Linked DNA regions of Hordeum vulgare: region 2 is linked to region 1. The links are chromatin contacts, called in public Hi-C maps. All regions are on one chromosome and are shown on one strand. The core of a region is the stretch at or near the end of the contact, and the rest is flanking DNA. Distances in the headings are between cores, read along the strand shown. Region 1 holds the start of LOC123426763 (E3 ubiquitin-protein ligase At1g12760-like). Region 2 holds the start of LOC123426779 (pre-mRNA splicing factor SR-like 1).

What was found. A called contact is a pair of places that touch in the nucleus more often than the background predicts.
Region 2: a Hi-C map of leaf shows a contact between it and region 1, with 7 times the contacts expected there. The contact joins the promoter of LOC123426779 here to the promoter of LOC123426763 in region 1. A contact is called at or near these places in 5 of 6 Hi-C or Micro-C datasets (leaf, seedling and an unstated tissue).

The regions. Positions count from the first base shown.
Region 1 is chr1H:120,359,808-120,364,931 of MorexV3_pseudomolecules_assembly, reverse strand. LOC123426763 (E3 ubiquitin-protein ligase At1g12760-like) reads left to right here and starts at 2,612. Exons shown (of 7, transcript XM_045110654.1): 1 at 2,612-2,737; 2 at 2,811-2,948; 3 at 3,023-3,079; 4 at 4,514-5,124. The coding sequence starts at 4,654.
Region 2 is chr1H:120,654,855-120,659,576 of MorexV3_pseudomolecules_assembly, reverse strand. LOC123426779 (pre-mRNA splicing factor SR-like 1) reads left to right here and starts at 1,833. Exons shown (of 5, transcript XM_045110665.1): 1 at 1,833-2,071; 2 at 2,951-3,256; 3 at 3,687-3,767; 4 at 4,095-4,166; 5 at 4,689-4,722. The coding sequence starts at 2,969.

The DNA.
Region 1 (5,124 bases), core at 1,363-3,862:
CCCCATGTAGGCAAAGATATCTGCCAAAGAGTTTGAGGAGCTTGCCCTCAATGGCCAAAACTACCCTACATGAGCTATGGACATCAAGATCAGCCTTGCGTCTCGTGGGATAGCATGTGCAATCCAGCCCCCGGAGACTCCTCTCCTGGCTGGAGCCACGGCACTGACAAAACAGCAGAATTATTCTGCCTTATTCATCATAAGGCACCATATTCATCCAGATCTCAAGTCTGAGTATTTACAGGAGGATTCTCCTAGTACTCTGTTTCTGGCCCTCAAAACGAGGTAAGAACAGCACAAGGCAACAGTCCTGCGAGGAGCACTCCATGATTGGACTCATCTCCGCCTTCAGGATTTTAAGTCCATTGGTGAGTACAATCATGATGTTCATAAGATATGTTCCAAACTGCGCTTTTGTGAGAAGGAACCTACCGAGGGGGAGAAAATAGAAAAAACTTTGTCTACCATGCTCCCTTCAGACATGATCCTCCAACAGCAATACCATGCTCGTAATTACAGTGTCTATTCCGAGCTTATTCACATGTTACTTCAGACTGAAAAGCATGATGAGCTACTCGCTAAGAATGGCTCTCAACGCCCAATTGGGGCACAACCTTTACCTGAAGTTCATATGAATGTCGCGAATAGACATGAGTTTAATGGTACCTTTCAGGGTAAACAGTCCAATTTTGAGCACAAGAGAAAGCGCAATGGGAACAAAAAATTCAGAAACTTGGGCAAGTAAAAAGGCACTTCAAAGCCCAAGTTTGATAAATCTAAGCTTTGCAATAAGTGTGTATGCTACACGCATTATACTGAAAAGTGCTCAATGCCCAATCATCTGGTTATGCTGTACCAGCAATCTCTGGGACGGAAAGCACCTCAAGGGAAAAGGCTTGAAGCCAACTTCAACCTTCATCCACATAGCGCAAATGGAGTTGGCAATTCGCACGAAGTTTCTACTGGACCGAGCAACGCCATGATTCCTTATCCCGTTGAGGACCCTGCTGAAACGGAGGCCATGTTGATTGAATACACTTCAAACAACATGTTTGACGACTTTGACTAGTCCCTCGATCTCCTTAGTGATCTACTTGATTGTGTTCATTTGTGATGATTGTAATAAGAACGTAAGTTTGTTGTTGTCTTTGGATCATATTATATTGCATCAGCACATTTGATATAATAAAATTGTATTCTATGTATTAATATAAGGTTTTTTATTGAAACTTCTTTTGTTTTATATAGTTTTCTACGGCAACAATCCGATGAAAGAGGAATTATGCCTTGTGGACAGTGGTACCACAAACTCCATAGTGAGGGAGATGAAATATTTTCAAACTCTGAAAAAGATGAATGAAGATATTCTCACTATCGCTGGACGCGATACAGTGATTGTTGATACTGGACGTGCCATATTCACCCTTCCTAGTGGTACACAAGTGACTATATATGATGCTTTATTGTATCCCGACTCCTCATGATCAAACGTAGATTAGAAAGAGTGTTAAGATTAATTAATCATGTAATTAGAAGGAATCTCCCCTTTCTCATGGACGCATCCCTTCTTAAACGGACGCCTATCCAAAGCATCATGTCTCTCTAGATAGTATAAAAGTCAACATGTAATGACAGATGCAAGTACTCGAATCACTTTTGATTTTAAACAAAATCAGACGGAGTTGGCCTCACTGAAGGAGCTTTTTTTCGAGGGAGAAGCTTCGTACTCCATTAAAGAACAAGAAAGATCAACCTAATCCTGCACATAACAGACATTATTATGCACTCTGTCGTTGATGAAGTCACGGACCAACTAGCGGTTGCGTGTGGACTGAGATCCAGCACCGATGAACAGTGTGGTGCCTTGCCCTTCATTTCTGTCCGTTGAATCGAGAATTGATGGTCGGATGAACATCAAGTGCTTTTCTACACCCGAATAGTAAATTTAAAAAAAAAGTAAAAATATTCAAAAAAATTTGATTTTTTTTCTTGGCAAACTTTGACAAATTTTCTAAGTACTCGAAAATTTTCCTCATGAAATCACATTTGTGGAAGTCGTGGTAAAAAAACAAAATCAAAACCCTAAAAATGCTACTTTCGAAAGCATTTTCGAACACCAGCTTTGTTTTTTTGTCACAACTTCCACGTGATTTCATACTGAAATTTTACGAGCTCTTGGACATTTTATCAAAGTTTACCGTAAAAAAATTCAGATTTTTTAAAACACTTTTGCAATTTTTTTTGAATTTATCGTTCAGGTGTAGAAGAGCACTTGATATTCATCCGACCATCGATTCTTGATCCAACGAACAGAAATGAGGGTCAAGGCACCGTTCACCGGTGCCTTGCTTTGTCAAGGCACTGGATCTCAGTCCGCTGCCTGCCATCCCGGCTCTCTTGCGCCAAACACCGATCCCATTTCATTTCCCGTGGAGCGGCCACGTGCGGTTCTCACGCCGCTCTCCACCTCGCCGTGCGATCCGGGACGCGCATCCGGCCAACCCAACGGCCGCGATCGATACAGCTCGCCCTTCTCCTTCCCCCACCTCGAGCGGCCAAAAGATTCCTCCAAATAATCTTATTAAAAACAAAACGAAATCACCACGGCGAAATATAATTGTTTTTCCCTTGGAAACATACGTCGTCACTCAACTTGGAGAACGGGGAAAGAGAGGAGAGGAGGAGGAGTAGACTGAGGAGGACGAATTCGACTCGGAGTTTTGGACTCGGCCATTTGGTATATTCCCGTCTTCTCCTTCCCCGCTAGCTGGGTGCTTCCGTCTAGCTAATGGAGTTTGCTTTGGTCCAAGGGTTTGGCACCTGTTCCTTCCCCTAAGGCCCAATCTTGCCGTCCGGCGGTTTTTCTTGGGATTTCTTTGGTGGAAGTGGAACCCTCGGTGGATGGTCGCTTGGGAGCCAGGCATTTGATTCGATTTTAAGTGGTCCAGGTACGCGTCTGGCGTTAGTCCGCTGCTTTCTTCCGCCCTCTTAACTCATGGATTCTTGAATCTGTCAGTTTCAGGCGATTGGAGGAGCTGCTGGCTGCTGCTGCTGTTCCTCGGGCGTGGATTTTCTCGAGGTATGTGGTGTTTCTGGTTCTGCTTGGTTCTGCTTGATCTTTCTTTTGTATGTGGCGGACTTGGTCCTTGTTTTTCAGTCTCTCAATTATTGATGGAGAAATGTGAGGGAAACTGGTGAAAATCTGTCTAGTGTTTGATTAAGGCTGTATGGAAGAAGAATATATAGCTATTAACTAGAGTACTTTTTTGCTACACTGAGCATCCAACTTCAAAGAGCTTATAATTGGTGTCTGGACTCTCTGGATAATATAATTAGATGAATAGAGCGTCTGAAGATGCCACAGCCTCGAATATACCTAAATCTGGAAAAAGTTTTTGGTTAGTTTGGAGGTCTGTTGTCATGATTTACAAGTTTCTTGTACAAGACGAACTCAGTTTGGGGCTCTTCGTCTATTTTCAGTGAGATGTCGATAATGCTCATGCTGGTGATAGACTAGACTCGCCCGTAGATAATGCTCATGCTGGTGATAGACTAGACTCGCCCGTAGATAATGCTCATGCTGGTGATAGACTAGACTCGCCAGTATTTTGTTCCTCTGCTTTGTTCATCATTTAAATGAATTATTATATTTGATTTGCTCTCTAAATCAACTCGGGAGATACTGATCGGCCTGATATTGGTAGTATAAAGGGCAGCCCGGTGCATGTAGTTCCCGCTTTGGTAGTATATGCTGTCATGAAAATCTTTACATGTCTTCGCTGAAGACCTCTTTACATTTCCCCGTCTGATTACCTTGAACACATGATGTTCTTTAGTCGTAAGTATTTTTATGTGTAAAATGATTGTATACTCTGCTCAAATGATTAAATAAGACGTTTTGGTAGTTTAGATCGAACTGCCAAAACGTCTTATATTTGGGGACATAGGGTGTAGTTGCTACTATTATTATATTATAAGCATTCCGTTTTAAGTTGCTAGAGAATGTTGTTCATCCATACGAGGTTTCAAACTTAGCCTCCATTTGTTACAAGTTTCAACCTGTATATATGTATTGGTGAGCAAACCACCAAGGACATTCTACAAATGATGATGTAATCCTTTCTCTGTTTCTGAGCAGAACATGCACTGTAACTGTGATGCTAGGGCTCACATCTATACACGGACTTGCAGGTTCCCATGTCAAATTATGCAGATAGGTTGAATTCCCATCAGAAGCTTGTAGGATGGGATATAGGCCTCTGAAAATGTTTCAGAGAAACATCTTTTGTACTATACTGTTTATTCATTCCTGCTTATCTGACAAGTAATAACATAACCGGAGACAGTAAATAAATGCAGATTGAGCTCCCTGTTGTGGATCAGTTCAATTGATCACAGCAAATATATGCAGTTTGTTATTAGTGTTAGTCAACTATGTATACCGCTTCTTGCTTGAAGAGAGCTAGTTAAATAGCTAATTGGCATCTGTTTTCTGTTGTTCATCTTCTTTCAGGTGTAGTGAAGCTGTCCTGCTGTCATAGGTTTAAAAACAATTCAAATTGCCTGGCCTTGGAGATCGTCATCTGTCTCAAGTCAAAGCAGCTGTATTTCTGGCAAACACAACGAGCTAGTTTCATATGCAGCGTTCAGTTGATGGCTGCTCATCCTGTTGAATCAGAAGCAGACAGTGAAACAGACAATCACCCTTTACTGATAGACCACATGGAAAATACTGCTCATCGTGAGATTGCAATTGACAGCCCAAGGGATGATGTTGCTTCTTCGTCAACCGCTCGTCGGGAGGATAATGATGGCTTGGATCGATTGCCTCGTATATCAGAAAGTTTTTCGGAGACAACTACTGCATCTAACTCTCAAAGTGCTCCTCTAGCAAGAAGAGATGCTAATCGTGCTCGTCGACAGCAAAGTCCGTTGAATTCTAGTTGCTGGATCTCCATTGAGCTTGTTGTAACAGTTAGCCAGATTATAGCGGCCATTTGTGTTCTGTCATTGTCAAGGAAGGAACATCCACATTCTCCATTGTTTGAGTGGGTCATTGGTTATACCGTAGGTTGTGTTGCTACTCTTCCTCTTCTCTACTGGCGCTATCTCCATCGCAACCGC
Region 2 (4,722 bases), core at 584-3,083, 300 kb before region 1:
TTCTTCCTATGGCTTTTGGCGTTGAGATTGATGCTTACTGTAGAAAGAATGTTGAGATTGATTCTTACTATAGAAAGAATGTTGAGATTGATTCTTACTGTAGAAAGAATGTGATGCTTTGTTGTTGCATTAGAGCTCTTTCTGGATGTATCTATTCAATTTACCCACGAGAAAGAGACAAGCATAGAGAGTGGCGTGGTTTGAACATGAACACGCGTGCAGTTCTTTTAGACCCCAACAAGCGTATCCCCTAGGACGTCGGAGGAGAAGCAGAAGAGCATGCAAATGTAGGAGAAAAGCTACAGAGCAGGCCTGGTCATGGAAATAGATCCAGCGGTTGGAAAAGGTAGGATGCTTGGTACTTGGTCGGATCTGGGGCAGTTGGCCCTTGGCGGCGTAGACAAAATGGATCCGTGTCGACGGTGACTTGCTTTTGCATGACGGTAGTTCTTGTTGAGATGCTTTTGGCGCCGCCGGCAGCGACCTCCTCCATGTACTCGTCCTCCCTGTCGGCCATATCCATGGATCCGGATTGAGAAGAGAAAGGGGTAGGAGTCCAGACGGCAGAGGAGGGGTCACAGGTGAGGAAAGGGGAAGAAAGGAGGCGCGGGCGACTGGATGTCGAGTTTGCTTCCTTCTATGGTGGCCGGTGTCGAAGGACCTGGCCATAGGCCGATGGCACGATGCGGTGGCAGCAGCAACCCTAGCGTGCGTCGAGGGAGAAGGGATGAGGGCGATTTCCTCTTCCTCTCTGTCTTTCTTCTTCTTCTTGGAGAAGCAAACAACGCGACGGGGCAGCCAAGGGTAAACCGCTGGTCTTTTTTGTCTGTAGCTAATCCGACGTGGACAGCGCGAGAGCACGCCCCTGATGCGTAGCTTATTATGTTTTTATTGTATCGGATTTTTTATTGAACCAATTGGTTTTTGGAGGGTTGAAAAAAATCGGTGGGAGAATGTGGATGAAAGGATAGCTAGCGTTAGGAGGTTGAACCATCACGACAGACGGCAGATCCCGTTTTAATAGTAGAGATCAGCCCGCGCGGACACGTAGCACGCCCCAATTTGAAAGGAAGAGGAAAAACGTCCAACATGCAGTCTCGTCTTATAACGGGCCAGAACTCCTGAAGAGCCCAACAAAGGTCGTTAGCTGCTTGGAAAGCCCAATAGATGATTGGATTCCTAGTCGTACGCGACTCAAATCTGGCCAAACGGGCCGTGCCACGCGGGCCGGCACGGCTGCCCGCAGGCCAGGCATGACACGGGCCGAGCCCGACACGTGCTAATCGTGCTCGGGCCAGGCACGAGCACGCCGTGGGCTGTGCTCGGGCTGCCACCCCGAGCCCGCGTGCTGGCCCGACACGACACGATTAGGCAGCGAAGGAAATGGGGGACTGGGGGTGCGGGGCGTTGGGCGGGGGCGCGGGGCGTCGGGCGGGAAAGAGGGCGTCAGTCCCAGTCGCGACGCGAATCTAGGGGAGCGGGCGGGAAACGGGGAGCAGGCGGGCGGGAAAGGGGGAGCGGGCGGGCGGGAAAGGGGGAGCGGGCGGGCGGGAAAGGGGGAGCGGGCGGGAATTTAGGCGGGATCTGTGGCGGGCCGCCGTGCGAGAGAGGGCCAGATGAAAAAAAATAACAAATATGTGGCGCGCCGCCGTGCCTTAACGTGCCACGGGTCAACCCGATTAGGCCACGTGCCGTGCTTGGGCCTGGGAGGCTGACACGCGGGCCGACACGGCACGACCTGTATATTAATCGGGCCCAGGCGGGCCATGCCGTGCCTGGTACGATTACGGCGGGCCGGCCCGTCCGCCCGTTTGGCCAGGTATGACGCGACTCCCCCATCTCCACAAATCCACAGCCGACCCTCCCCTCCCCTTTCCTCGCCTCCTTCATCCATCTCCGGCGATCTCCCAGCTACCGTCGAATCCCAAACATCACACCCTCCGCCGTCGCCGAAGCCGATACGAGTTCATCCTCTACAGAGAGTCGTCATCCCCTCTGGTTTGGGGGTCTCCGCAAGCCGCCCTCGCTCTCGGAAGCCAAGGAGGTCGTAGGGTTTGCGCGCATCCTCCGTGTGAGTAACTGAGTATCCCTTTCTGTTTCCGCGTACATAGATTCATCTCGCCAGTTACTAGTTAAAGTAGAGACGATTACTAGTTTGAGCCATTTTTTTGCTATTAAGTGCGGAATAGATGAGAATATCCTCTGGACGAAATCGTGTACGTTAACGACAGGGTTTCTGATGAATCTGTGTGATTAATGGCCATGGAAATTTCTTTGTGCAAAATATAGTTCTATTCTAGTTCTACTTGGCCCCATAGAAATACAATGTATGGTGGGTTGCATTTGTCCACACCAGCGGTTTGGAGGGATTAAATTATTGTGGGTAATCCTTAGGCTAGATACATGGTGGGAAAGGATCAGTGCAGGTTATCTGGATATCACAGTGGGGACCCTTTTAATTGAGTTATATACTCCCTCCGTTCCTAAATATAAGACCTTTTAGAGATTGTACTATAAACTACATACAGATGTACATAGACATATTTTAGAGTATAGATTCACTCATTTTGCTCCGTATGTAGTCTTCTAGTGAAATACCTAAAAGGTCTTATATTTTGGAACGGAGGGAGTACATGGTAAAACTATCAGCCACTCTCGAGGTTTGCTTGTGTGGCATTACTTGTCAGACGCACTGATAGTAACATAGTATAATCTGTTGACCTTGAGAGCTTAAGTGGGGATTTCATGGGTAGTGAGGGACACATGAATTTTCAGCCGTTTGAGGTAAAGACTGATCTACATTTTTCTCAGGTGGCAATATATCTGTAAATATTTGCGTAATCGTTCTATCAGAACTAAATCCAGTTTTCTTCGTATTTTGGGAAAAGATTCACGCGGGACATAAGCTTTGAGGCTTTAAGCTAAGAGGATCCCTCTGTTTTTGGTCCAGGTTTGTGTTCGCTGAAATATGGAGATACAGACTTCAGGAAAGCCCATCGATATGTTGATGGAGAAGGTTCTTTGTATGAATATTCTTTCTTCTGATTACTTCAAGGAGCTCTACAGGATGAAGACCTATCATGAGGTCATTGACGAGATCTATAACCAAGTTGATCATGTGGAGCCTTGGATGACTGGCAATTGCAGGGGTCCTTCCACTGCATTTTGTCTCCTGTACAAGTTCTTCACAATGAAGCTTACTGTGAAACAGATGCATGGTTTGTTGAAGCATCCTGACTCCCCGTACATTAGAGCTGTAAGTTTCTTTGACATAAGTTACCTTTGACAAATGCATGCATCATGGTTGTTGTGTATACTCATTACATTTATTTGTGATTAATGCATGCACTAGGTTGTATGTCAAAGTTGTACACGAACAAAGTGTTAGCATGGTTGCAGTAACAAACTGGTGTTATCAACCTATCTTAAGCAATCAACTCTTCTTTCTATTTTTTACATTCACTTATTACATTTTGGCTATAACCACTAACAGTCATATTACTTGCTTTCTTGGATGGCCTCGTGTCTTGATTTTGGTCCTAGGACACGTGGATGAACAAAGTTTGCAAGCAGTAGTGTACCAGTCTGTGCATTGGATTTGTGAGCATTTTTTGTTTGTCTTCATTTATCGTGTTAGATAATCAGCTAGCTGCTGCTAAATAACCAATTGGTGTTTGTTTTTGCAGATAGGATTTTTGTATCTTCGATATGTTGCAGATCCAAAGATCCTATGGACATGGTATGAGCCCTACTTGAAGGATGATGAGGTATTGCTGTTTTTGAGTCATTTGTATATTTCTTCTTCTTTTATGTTCTTTGCTGTTATATGTACTTTCATAAGTCCATAAGACCATAACCATATCGAGCTTCCATTTAATTTCCAAATAATAACTTAATAAGTGAATACGATCCATTAGAGGATGGCCTGCAACTAGCTTGTTCAAGAAAGATGTGCTAATTGCAGAAGTCATGGTGTACAAACCAAGGAATACAAGTTTATAATTAATAAGGAAATATATCGAGTCCATATGACTTCATCATATTAATTAATGAGCTAGTTAGCCATATAATCATTATTTTTTGGCTTGATGCAGGAATTCTCCCCTGGATCTAATGGTCGCATGACAACCATGGGTGTATTTGTGCGTGATCTTATACTTGGACAGGTCTGCATCTCAAGTTCTTGCTTTCAGAATAAAAATGAGTGCACTTGTTTGTTTGACATTTTTTTTCTGTTTATGTTGTTATAACTGAAGAATGTTCGTTCGTTTCTCTATTGGCTCACCTTCGTTCGTTCGTTTCTCTATTGGCTCACCTTCCTGTTGCTAATCCTTTTAATTCTCATGTGAACTAGATTTCTATACTACATGAGATTATTCTCCATGTTAATTCTCACCTTCTATTTTCTAATGTTGTTAACAGTTTTTAATTTTGTGTTTATTGTATATATGTTCAGAAACTATGCCAACTAGCTGGACAAATTTCTTAGTCAGGCAAGTCATGGTTCAACAACATAGTTTGTTCATAGTTTATGCTCTTCTCTTTTCCAAAAAGCTGTGTCAAATTCATAGATAGTTTTTGATTCTCAATGATCATATCACAAAATTGGATTGAATTGTGTCACCTAATTTGACTTTATGTTAGCAAGTTTATATTGACCAGCATGTTGCTCTGTTTTCTTTGTGCAGTACTACTTTGATAGTATCCTTCCAAGAGTTCCTG